Regions from separate parts of the Mus musculus genome. Here region 2 is linked to region 1. The links are chromatin contacts, called in public Hi-C maps. All regions are on one chromosome and are shown on one strand. Each heading gives the region's core, a stretch centred on a gene start, on an enhancer-like site or on the middle of the called end of the contact. The rest is flanking DNA. Distances are from core to core; before and after follow the strand shown. Region 1 holds the start of 4930542D17Rik (RIKEN cDNA 4930542D17 gene). Region 2 overlaps 4930542D17Rik (RIKEN cDNA 4930542D17 gene).

Region 1 (5,814 bases), core at 842-3,341:
CAGAACCACTAAATACCTCAGCATATACTGGTGATCCTTCTCTTTTGTAAAAGCTGTTTATGTCGCCATTTGCCTAGGCCATTTCTTCCTTCTTCATGTCTGGGTACACAGTGTGCTGAACTAGGGACCTAGCTGATCCTTGGACACCCCTTTGCTGTTGAAACTTACATAGAGATTCACCATCTAAGCCGACGCATTTAAGATTTACTCTGGACTTTATTAAGTGCATTACATATGGGCTTATTTTTAAAGCAACGTATTAAAGGCTATTGTGTACATACATATGTAAATTTGTAAAAGAGGCTCAAAATATCGGATTCATAAATGAAAAAAATTGGTGTTGTATAATAAATACCAAACTGAATTGGTTTTACTGTATTGCTTTATGGAAGCTTGCTTGTTCTCCATTCTCCAATTGCTAACTGGGGCTAATTAAAATTAGTATATATGTGAAGAATATTTTCAGTTTAATAGGATAGATGCAGTAGGAAAGATGACTCATTCAATGGGTTAAGAAGTAAGGGAAACCTTTCTAACCCCCTGCTTTGTGTGCTATTTAGAAAAATGACATTACAGTAACAAGAATGTATTATGTCTAAGATGAAGCTTGCCCTGGGCATCTCACTGGGGTATCTACCCTGCCATGTGAAGATTTGCAGTGTTAGAGTGATGAGGTTCACTTTCTTCACAAATACATCTTTAGTTTTTGCCTTTTTTCCTCTGTAGCAAATGTGCAGGACCTTGTATCTGTCTCCTTTCAAGAAAATGTAAAAAATGCCGAACTGTATTTCCTCTCATATCTAATTGACTAATACTGATGAAACTGAAAAGAAAAAATATTCTGCTGTTGTAATTCATATTTTCCTTGCAATAACTTGGACTTTGTGTGTGTGTGTGTGTGTGTGTGTAAATAAAATGACTTTGTTTGATGGGTATGTGTGTGCCTGAGTTTATGCGTGTACATGTAGATGGCTCACAGAGGCCAGAGTGGGCACCAGATCTCTTGGAATTGGGGTTTCAAGGAGTTGTCAACAGACTGACAAGTGTGTTGGGAACCAAACCTAGGTTTTCTGTAAGAAAAGCAAGTGTTCTTAATGCCTGAACCGCCTCTTGGGCACCAATACATTCTTAAGTTTAATGGTTTTGAAATGGATTTTTTCCTTGATGTTTGATTTTTTTTTGTGTCTCATATCACAGATTTTATCTACCAGGGCCACTAGAACGGATGTGGAAGCTGACAAATGTCCCCATTTGCATTGACCCTTTCATTCTTGGTTCTGATTATTTACGAAAGCACACACAGGTTAAGTCTTCGTGAACTGCTTGGGAGTTGGTTCAATGAGATGACCGATACAACTCAGTGTTGCATTGTGGGAGCTTTGTGGGCCGTGGGTGCACACACAGCCAGCAAGCTAGAGTCCACAGGCAGCACAGACACACAGGACTACTCGAAGCAAACGGGCTACATTTATTTTGTCCCAAGCCAAGCAGGAAATAACTCTAAAGTCGAGTTATTTCCTCTTTTGAGGAACCGAAAAGGCAATAAACATAGTGGAAGAGAGAGAGACAGATTGTGGCCAACCTCCCAATGGCTCCGGTGAAGGCGTAGTCTCTCTGGGGTATGATTTGTGGTTCCTCAGGAAGGATGGTGGACCTAGACAGAAGCCACTGGATGAATTCCTCTAACTTGGTGGCACTGAGGAAAAATCTCCAATTTCCTCCATGAACAAAAGTGAGCTTGATCCATGTACTGAAGTCAGGGTAAATATAAATATTTGACCTTACCTTTTTGCAACCCACTGATGCATTTTGGAGGCTATTATTTTTCTTCAGAGTTATATTCTGAGGTGACGTTGTTTTTTTCTTAAGCTCACCAGTGGGCTCTGGGTAACTGGACACTCTCTCTGGCTCTGCTGATGAGATGACAGTGTCTGGAGAGGTGGCTGTGCCCTTTGGGGTTTCAGTTTGTAGGAGTTTATGGAGGAGCTGTACAAATTCTTTACCCCTTTGTCCTTCCAAGACCTCTAGACAATGAATGCTGGAGTAAGAATTCTGGCTTTCCAGCTCCGTCACCTTCTTCTTTAGAGTGTTGATATCTTCTTTCATGGAGAGCATGTCTTTGGTGGTTGCAGTCTGTCTGTCTTCACTAATGTTTATTCTGGCTTCCAGGGCTTCCATCTGATTCTGATAATGGTTGATCTTTTCCTGGATATTTGATATTGAACTGACAATGTTCGTCATTTGGTTGAGGAGTTCCGTTTGTCCCGTTTTAATGTCTTGGAGCATTGCTGGTAGATTCATGTCTTCATTCAAACTGAGAGTATCTCCGTCGCAACCGTAAGAAGCCCTTGTTGGGTAGCTAGTTGAATATGAGTGGTGGGTCGTACATTTCTGGTAAACATTTTTAAGAGATCTTCTGATCTTGTGGAGGTTTGCAGTCCACACCTGGCCAGCGGCAGCTCTTACTCTTTTGGTGTGAAATCTGTACATGTTTTTCACTGAGACATAAGACCCAAAGTGCTGAGACACATGACATCGGAAGAAGCGATTTTTGCGAGGTTATGGCTTTTCTCTTCCTATGTACTGGAGTTCTTTCCTGGTCACATCATTGAATACCTGTGGAGAACATCAAAGGCAGCGTCAGGCAGGTTAGGTGGCTTACTTCTTCCAAGCAGCCTAACTTCAGAGCTTTGTGTTTTAACTGTCTACTGCATGTGACCATTCCTGTGATCCTCATCTGATTGTGATGTCACAATGACCACTGGCCTAGATCATTTCTGCTCTCAAGGTTCACCAACTGCCACACTTTGAGAACTATTGCCTCTGAGGGTAAAAGTGATCTTGGAAATATAAATCCTTTAAGATACTAAATAATATTTTGTCTATATGATGCATTGAGGTAAAATTTTTATTCTTTGAACACTTAAGCCTGAACACTTCAGAATCAAAATGAATACTGCTGGATACCTATATGTCTCCCTTGAAGCAACCCTTTTTAGGGATTAAAAAAAATTAATGTCATTTACAACCTGCTACTAAGTCACTATTTCTCCCATTTGTGCCAAATTGCCTGGTCCGTCTTGGCGTAGGCTTTGGTATAAACTCTGAACTTAGCCAAAAGTGATTTAAGAATTTTGGCTCACTTACAGTACCCAGGGTTTTGCATCACTATGCCTCTGAATTGCTGCCTGGCTCTTTCTAAAATGGCTAGCTATCTCTCCAAACTCTTGCTGGGAAAAGAGAATGTTCTCCATCAAACAGGCTACACTGGGATGGGGCTTGAGGCCAGAATGATTAGGGTCAGCATGGTCCTGTTTACCTTGGCCAAAGCCGTTCTTTCCATCAGCTTCCACAATACCAGTGCTTAGGCCCTGTGAAGATTTTCTAGGGCCAATACAAGCATCTGAGACTAGCGAGCAAAAACAAACTATGGGCTCAGCATACTAAATGAGAGCTGCAAGACTGACACAATAACTGTTCAATTAGGTATCTTAGAGTTATAATATATCACCTTCATTAATTGTCAAGTTTGATTTCATTGATATTGTATACAATCAGAGGAGGAGGTTTATAGATGATATTCTAGCATATTTTAGGGATTCTCAAATTAGAGAGGTTGCTTGTAGCAACCGCTCCATCCAGGCTAAAACCAGCTCACTTAATATCACCGAGACACAGTGTATGTGTTAGTGTTTCTCTCACACAAAAAATACCAGCCAGGCAATGGTGGCACACACCTTTAATGCCAGCACTCGGGAGGCAGAGGCAGGCGGATTTCCGAGTTTGAGGCCAGCCTGGTCTACAGAATGAGTTCCAGGACAGCCAGGGCTACACAGAGAAACCATGTCTCAAAAACAAAAAACAAAAAGCAAAAACAAAACAAAACACAGATAAAGGAGACTTGCAGTGGGATTCTTTTGGCTCTGAGTTTGAGGGTCAGGTCACCATGGTGAGGAAGGCGTGGTTTTGTTGAGAAGCATGAGGCAGTTAGTTGGTCACACTGCATCTGCACTCAGAAAGCAGAGAGAGATAAACACAGCACTTAGCTTGTCTTCTGCTTTGTATCCAAGACAGAGCTGTACCCCGAAGAGATGGTCCCGACCCACATTTAAGTGGTCCTTCCCACTTTTATCTTCCCAATCTAGAAACTTCCAGACATACCTAAAAGTTTGTGTTCTTGGTGATTCTAGATCCTATCAGGTTGACAAGATCAACCATACCACGTGGTTACAAATTCTACCCATTTATGTGAAGTTCAAAGAAGTTAGGCTACTTCCCTATGGTGATACAGCTAAAAAATAGACAGCCAAAGGCTTCACATCTTTGTATCCTGGTTCTAGAGGTTACGTATTTGATCTCTACTGCCACACCATGACAAAAATGTATGCATTTATCATAATTCAGGAGAAAATAGACATCTCTTCTTCAATTACACTAAAAAGTACTTAGCAATATGAGAATACAGAAGCTTCACCTAGATACTTTATTTAGTAAAGATGTTTGAAGCAGAAATTTGGAAAGATTTTAGAAGCTGGATTAGTTCTAACTCCTATGTTAAAGTGAGCTACGTAAATGGGAGAACCTTGGGAAGGTATCCAATTTTTAACAACAATAAAAAAAAAGATGGCCTAGTCGGCCATCACTGGAAAGAGAGGCCCATTGGACACATAAACTTTATATGCCCCAGTACAGGGGAACGCCAGGGCCAAAAAAATGAGAATGGGTGGGTAGGGAAGTGGGGGGGAGGGTATGGGGGACTTTTGGGATAGCATTGGAAGTGTCATTGAGGAAAATACGTAATAAATAAAAAAAAAAGGAAAAAAATCAGTCTTGGCCTCTTTTGCATATTTAAGGTAGTTAAATTATAGCCTTTATAAAGGGCAATAAAATTTTTTAAAAAATCGTGGATTCTGATTACTTTTTGAGATATTTAACTTAGCAGGTTTCATCCAAACATGTCTATCTGAGGTTGACACATACCAGTGCTACTGAAGGGAGCAAGATTTGGGACTCGTTAGGCACTGAATGGACATCCCGGGAAGTCCTGCCGATGCCGATTTGGTGACGTGAGACAAGTCCTTGGTAAACGGGAAAGCAGATGACTTCCTTTCTTAGAGTTCATGCCTGGGATACACGGGCAGCTCAGAAGGAAGCAGCTTGAGGTTAGGGGGAGGCCTTCTGAGGAAGACTACACAGGAAGCGGCCGCTTTTCCCAGGAATGGCGTGGTTTTCCCAGGAATCTAATTTGGAGCCAGAACAGTTGGAATTCAAAACTGTCCCATCGCTCACCATGCTCATAGACACATGACTGCCTTCCTCCTAAGTGTGTACTGGTGATGATAACTGTCTTTGTATTATAGGTTTGGACATTCAAGTGCTCAGTGGAAGGGTGACCTTTTTTCCCCTTCCCTCTTTGACATTTCAGTTTCCTTACTCCAAATGGAAGAAGAAAATGGTCAAGAGTTTGCAGCTTTGGCTGAGGTAAGTCGCTCAGTTTTGTCATTCTTTCTCTCAATCAGTAATGATCAAGATAGAGAGTGGGTGCCCTCATCCCACATGGCAAGTGGATGGAATGCTTTTGTCTGAGAAGGACCTCAGCAGGCAGACAAACCAGCAGCCTGTTTCCTTACACGCAGCACTGCTCACTCAGGCAGATGGGATGAGATAACCTCTAGAGAGGAGTTTCTAATAATAAATAATATTTATTCCAAGACACCGATGCATTTGGGTATAATGGTTATAACTTTATTACGACAGAGTCAAGACTGTCTGTATAAAATATATTCACCCTAACTAACCTTCCTTTTCCTGTGT
Region 2 (5,814 bases), core at 2,056-4,555, 42 kb after region 1:
GGCTGTCCTGGAACTCACTCTGTAGACCAGGCTGGCTTTGAACTCAGAAATCTGCCTGCCTCTGCCACCCAAGTGCTGGGATTAAAGGTGTGCACCACCACTGCCCAGTAAAGGCAACACTTATAAAAGAAAAATTTTAATTTGGTCTTGCTTGTAGTTTCATAGGTGAGTTCATTAACATCATGGCGGGGAGCATGGCAGCTTGCAGGCAGACATAGGACTGGAGAAGGAGCTGAGAGCTACATCCTGATTCACAGACTGTGGTAGTAGGCAGAGAGAGAGAGAGAGAGAGAGAGAGAGAGAGAGAGAGAGAGAGAGAGAGAGAGAGAGAGAGAGAACTAGGTGTAGCATGAGCTTTTGAAACATCAAAGCCTACCCCAGGTGACACATTTCCTTCATCAAGGCCACACCTCCTCAATCAAAGCCACACCTCCTCCACCTAGACCACATTTTAAAAATCTTTCTTCTCCTCAAGCAGTTCCATTTCCTGGTTAACTAAGCGTTCAAAGATCCGAGCACGGGGCCCATTTTATTTCAAACCACCACAATACCTAAGAACTGATACCAGACACCTTAACAGCCAGCCTGCCTTTATCCAAGTAAACGTGTGCCTCAGCAGAAGTTTTAGTTAATGAATGCACGACTCCTTTATGGATCTGCCTTAGCAACCACATGTAGTCTAAGAAGAGCATGTTAGGATGTCAGAACCTGCTTAGACCTGATTACAACAGTAACAATCCCTTAGCACACGTAATCACATAGGTGAAAGCAAAAGTTCTGCTGTTTAGCTTCCTGATAGTTGTTATGAATACCTAAATACTAAAATGTTGAAAATATGTGGAGATTGATGCATGGGTGAAATGTTCCAGATACTTTTTATTCATGTCCTTTTGCTTTGGATATGCTGAGAGTTCTGCTCCCTCCCACCCCACCCCACCCCACCCCATACTTTATGTAGCATAGTAGAAACTGTCTATTGTTTGATTCTCCTAGTTGTCTAAATAATAATTTTTTTCTTTAAAAATTCCAGAGGCACCAACCAGTCTAACAAGGGAGATAAAGATTGCGAAAATTTAGACATCTCCAAAATGTACTTCCTCTCACATAGAGTCATCGTGACATAATAATCATATGCTATAAATGTGTGATGCTTTGAGAGCTCCAGATAAAAGACACTGGAAATAAGGCATCATTACCACTGATTTTCACTATGCCTGCCAAACAGCGTTTGTGAAATTACCGAAAAGCCCCATAGCATAGTTTCTTCATCAGGTCACTCTTTGCAACATGGGCAAAACTTTCTAGCCTATCAACAAACTTCAATAACATAATAATAATATAAAATAATAACAATAATAAACATATTAATAAATATAATAATAAAAGTAACATAATAATAAATAAATAATAAATTAAAAATAAATGATAAATAAACATAATAATAAATGTAGGATCCAAATACTGAAAAGAGTTGAATAATGTTTTTATCAGGTGGAAAAGGTGAAATTTGACAAATTAATAGCTTTACAAAAATTTTTAGACATAGAAGAAAGCCAAAATAATATCTCATCTTAAATATTACTGTCATTTTTGTGGTCTGCCTTTCCAAGGGAGCGAGAGTCCTCAACTGACATTTTTCTTTCTTTTTTTGGCCTAGGATTAGGAATGACTCTGTATACCATGCAGTTTAGTTGGTAATTTTCTCTCCTTTCTGAGAGATTTGTCCCCTGAGATGGCAGGCACTCCATTCATTTTCTTGCCATTTGGTGTGGTTTTACTAACTGCATATACTATCGGATAGACTCCTATCAAAGGAGCTTCAGCTAAAACAGCCAAGGACATGAGCATGCTCGCGGTGACCCCTGACACCATAAAAGACTATTCATCATGTCTTTTGACATGATTACCCAGAGAGGCATGGAAACCTCTTTGTTTGGGTCATGCACACATTTTTGCTTTGCTATTAAAAAAATACTTAAAAATGGAGATAAACACATTAAACATTCATTTTCTTTTAGTGTAGTTAAGAAATGAATCTGAATTATTTTGTAATGTGAAATGCATGTTTCCTAGGACCAAAGCAACATGTGTTCGCAGCTCAAAATTAGGTGACAGAAGAGAATTTCTGTATTCTGTGTTTAGCATACTTTAGCTAAAATTCTAGGCTGTTCCAAACACTTATTTTTTTAAAGACAGACATTATATAATGCTTTTGGAAAAATTACAGTCTTTTATTTTCATTATCCTCATTTTGCATATTATTTTACTACTTTTCTGACATGAGAGAAAAACATGCAAATATCTAAACACACTAAATTCCAGCAGCAATTTCTGTCACAAGGTATAGTGATTGTTGACATATCCTTCTAGAAGTTTCTCAGTTTTTAAATCACCTTCGAAAAATAACTAAGCTCTTAAGTTAGCTCATTTGTTATAGAAACTCATTGACCCCTCTTATAGTGTATGTTAATCTGTCATCTACTCCAGAGGCTACTAAAATTGTCTTTGTTATAGTATCAGAAATAAAAGTTTAATGTTGTCAATAATGGTGGAACAAGAAATGATTCTTATTGCTAACTGATATCCTGGAGTAGAAAATAAGGGCAGGACATGAAGTCCTCCAGTGAAAGTACAGAATGATCATCCAGCTTTGTTGCATCAAAAAAAAATTTTTTTTGAATTTTTTGATGTAGGGTCTCGCTGTTTTTCCCAGGCTGGTTTTGAACTCGCAATCCTCCTACCTTATCCTTCTGGCATTACAGGCATAAACCACCATGAGTTGCTGTTTATGTATTGCTTTTGTGGAGAACAGAGTAGGGAGATGAGTCCAGATGCAAGAAATGGGCTAATGTTATACTGTGAGGCCAAAGAAATTCCACTTTGGTTAATTTTCTTTTCTCTGCCATAGAAAGGTGCTTCAGTGACAGAAAGAATGGAAGCAGGGCATCATGTTTTACCTCAGTTCAGTTTCTATGAGGAAGACTTCCAGGAACAAGCAAAGAACCATTCCAACCCAAACTGGCTGGCTTCTTCAGAGGTTGAGATAAGAAATAGCTGTCTTGAAAAAGGCAGCAAGGATGGACTAGGGAAGTTAGAATTTCTGACCAGCACTTAGTTTATTTAAGAGCAGAGTTGATACTGTTAGAAACCTGTTGGCTGTGGCCACATTTCCTTGTCCAGGGCAGAGTTAGCAGACAGGTGTCTTCCACCGTACATGTAGTAATCATGTAGAAGGACAGGACAGTCAAACACTTGTCATATACACCCAGCCACAATGACGAAACCACCAGTAGACAGGATAAACAGAATAGGAAGCAGTGAACCACAGCCTCAAACTCAAAGCAGAATAGCCCTTGTGGTTACAAAAACCACAGATATACCCTGTCAGCAGACTTTAAGACAACAAGTTCCATAGACATCATTCTCTGAGCTCTGAAGAGCATGGATAATGTGTTGCTTGCTCAGTCTTCCTGGTTTTTTTTTTTTTTTTGTGCTGTGGACTTATTCATAAACCTGTCAAGTGGTGTCTTCAATAGTGTTATGTTAATAAAAAAAGTCACATACATATTGTTGATGGTCACTATTTTCAGACCCCATATTTCCAACTCACACCTTTGATAAGAATGTATTTGTATCCCCATGTCAATGCTGGGATTCGTTACATAGTCACTTGTAGATAGGCACAGAGGAGTGAAAAATCTGTCAGCTCACAGGCACAGACCCCACGAAAGCTAAGCAAGGCGATTTTCTGCCTTTTCCGTTTTCGTCGTCATATTGTAAACAGGTTCCCTTCTGTGGTCTTGTTAGCTCCCCACTTTAAGCATTTTTGGCCTGGTTCTTTTTCTGTGCATAAATGTCTCTTTGTAGAGCTGAAGTACTGATCAGTGTTCATAAGCACAGGAAGGCCCTGTGGAGGAAGTGCATGTCTTGACTAAGCTATGTTCAGGTATGAGTAGTGGTGCAGTTGGCCATGAATTCAGTGTTAATTAGCAGCACATGTTGAATAAGGTGTCTTTAAAGAAAAACACAGCCTAAGTCAAGGGTAGGCATGAGTGGTTGATAAAAATGGTATGAGTAGGGTTATGATGGGAAGGGGCCTGGGGGGAGGTGGGGGATGGGTGTGGGAGTAGGGGTGGGGGAGGGCTCCCAAGAACCGGATCCAGAACTTCCCCTAGAAGCAACAGTTCAGCATTTGCTAATACAGTGTTTGTGGTAGACTTGATGGAACACAACCACTTGAAAAACGAGTACCAATTGTATGCTAGGTTATATATATATACAAAGCATATCAGAAATGAAGGCCTCTTTGTCAGCTTCATTCCAGCCCCTGGAGCTCACCCCAGCCCCCTCTCCCTGTAGTCTGACCGATTGGATTTTCTATGCATCACACACTGGGTCCTGTTGTACCACCCCACTCATGAAGGTTCCCTTTCCTCTTGTAAACATTATGCCATTGACTCCTGCACTGAAGTCTCTGTCAGGGTTTGAGGGTTACAGTCTCATGTCACATCTGTGTCTGGTGTCCTCCTCCACACCCCCTGCTCTGTCTGGTAAATGCTCCTGCTTCCTACTATGACTTTGTGTTGAGTCAGTTGCCTAGGCTGAACGACAATCCTCAGCATTTCATGTCCAGCCTATTTCTGGTTAAGGTGTGATATCAGAACAGTTCTCCTGGGGGGCGGGGCTGAAGGTTTGCAACACTGGAGCCTATACACCCCTCCAGCTTGCCATCCTGACACGAATCTAGGTGCTGGTCTGAAGGGACTGTACAAGGGGCTACACCCCCTAATCATCTGAATTAAGCTGATCAAGACCGTGATTACCCTCCAGGAAAAGCAGACACTTAAACTATCTGCTGTTCATTTTCACCTCACCTGCTATGTTTTCAGACTTACTCGGTTGGAAGTCTTTTTAAAAAGGCTTAAATCCTCCTTGAGGGACTAGCAAAGTAGCGACTGGGTCTTTAATTCCTTTTCCTGTCTGTTCTTCTCCTACAGATGTCAGACTACTGTACCAGCACTAGAATTGCCTATCACTAAAAAATAAAATAAAATAAAAAACACCTCTTTAAACTTCATACCCATACCCGTACCTCCCTATCATTCTTTCTTCCTCCGTAAGTCTACCCTTTGAGATAGCACAGGATAGGCATTCAAAGCCTGGCACTGCCACTTCTGGTTCTATGAAAAGGAAACTGACCTGATCATACCAAATCTCAGTTACCACTTCTGTTAAATGGGTATCCCAATGATATGTGCCCTGTAGAACTGTTGTGGAGACTGGGGTAGTTATGTGTGCTAAGCACTGAAAACAACATTTAGTATACTAAAATGCATCAATAAATGTAACTTGTAAATTAGTAGTTATTCAAAGAGGCTGTATTTCTTTCTCCTGTAGTTCTGGCACTGTGGGGAATACACAGGAAGCTGACGACAGGTCTTTCTCTTTAGGATTTTATAATATGCTTGGGGAAGGAGGATGGGTGCAGAATTACTTTTTGAGCCAAAAAATAAAACCAGGAAGTGTGACTGACTAGCTGGTGTTAATAGGGACAGTGTCGACAAGGTGGGACCAGCCCCCTGGGAGAGGGAACACTGGAGCTGTCCGCCCTTTACTCCATCAAAAGAATTCTTGGTCTGGATATAGCCAGGGATAATGATTGAGTCATGCTGATGTATCAGCTGTCTTCGGAGCATCACCAGGTCCTGTGTGTCTGCCTCTTGTACTCTAGTGCCTCTGTCAGAAGTAAGTGGCCAGGGGCATCAGTCCTGCAGCACACTGGGGCCAATTTCTCTCTTCCTTGCTGGAGCAAGG

What was found. Hi-C and Micro-C count contacts between places; a contact is called where the count stands out from the background.
Region 2: a contact with region 1 is called in a Hi-C map of bone marrow-derived macrophages, with 1.6 times the contacts expected there. The contact joins the enhancer-like site here to the promoter of 4930542D17Rik in region 1. A contact is called at or near these places in 1 of 39 promoter capture datasets (hematopoietic stem and progenitor cells), 5 of 484 Hi-C or Micro-C datasets (the HPC-5 cell line, bone marrow-derived macrophages, macrophages and 1 more), 1 of 115 datasets of contacts at active chromatin or transcription factors (CD8 T cells) and 3 of 9 other capture datasets (adipose tissue, liver and pancreatic islet).

Annotation. Positions count from the first base shown.
Region 1 is chr16:50,588,412-50,594,225 of GRCm38.p6, forward strand. 4930542D17Rik (RIKEN cDNA 4930542D17 gene) reads left to right here and starts at 2,092. Exons shown (of 5, transcript NR_040566.1): 1 at 2,092-2,337; 2 at 5,426-5,481. It overlaps Ccdc54 (coiled-coil domain containing 54), which reads right to left and starts at 2,743. Exons shown (of 1, transcript NM_027046.4): 1 at 1,448-2,743. The coding sequence starts at 2,490. The coding sequence ends at 1,501.
Region 2 is chr16:50,629,501-50,635,314 of GRCm38.p6, forward strand. The region is part of intron 3 of 4930542D17Rik (RIKEN cDNA 4930542D17 gene); the gene reads left to right. Among named protein-coding and RNA genes, the nearest start is that of Ccdc54, 41 kb to the left of the region's middle. Within about 2 kb of position 3,306, at least 48 of the 459 cell types and tissues checked have an H3K27ac peak or open chromatin away from gene starts, as enhancers often do. A contact at or near this core is called in CD8 T cells and bone marrow-derived macrophages, where this site is marked.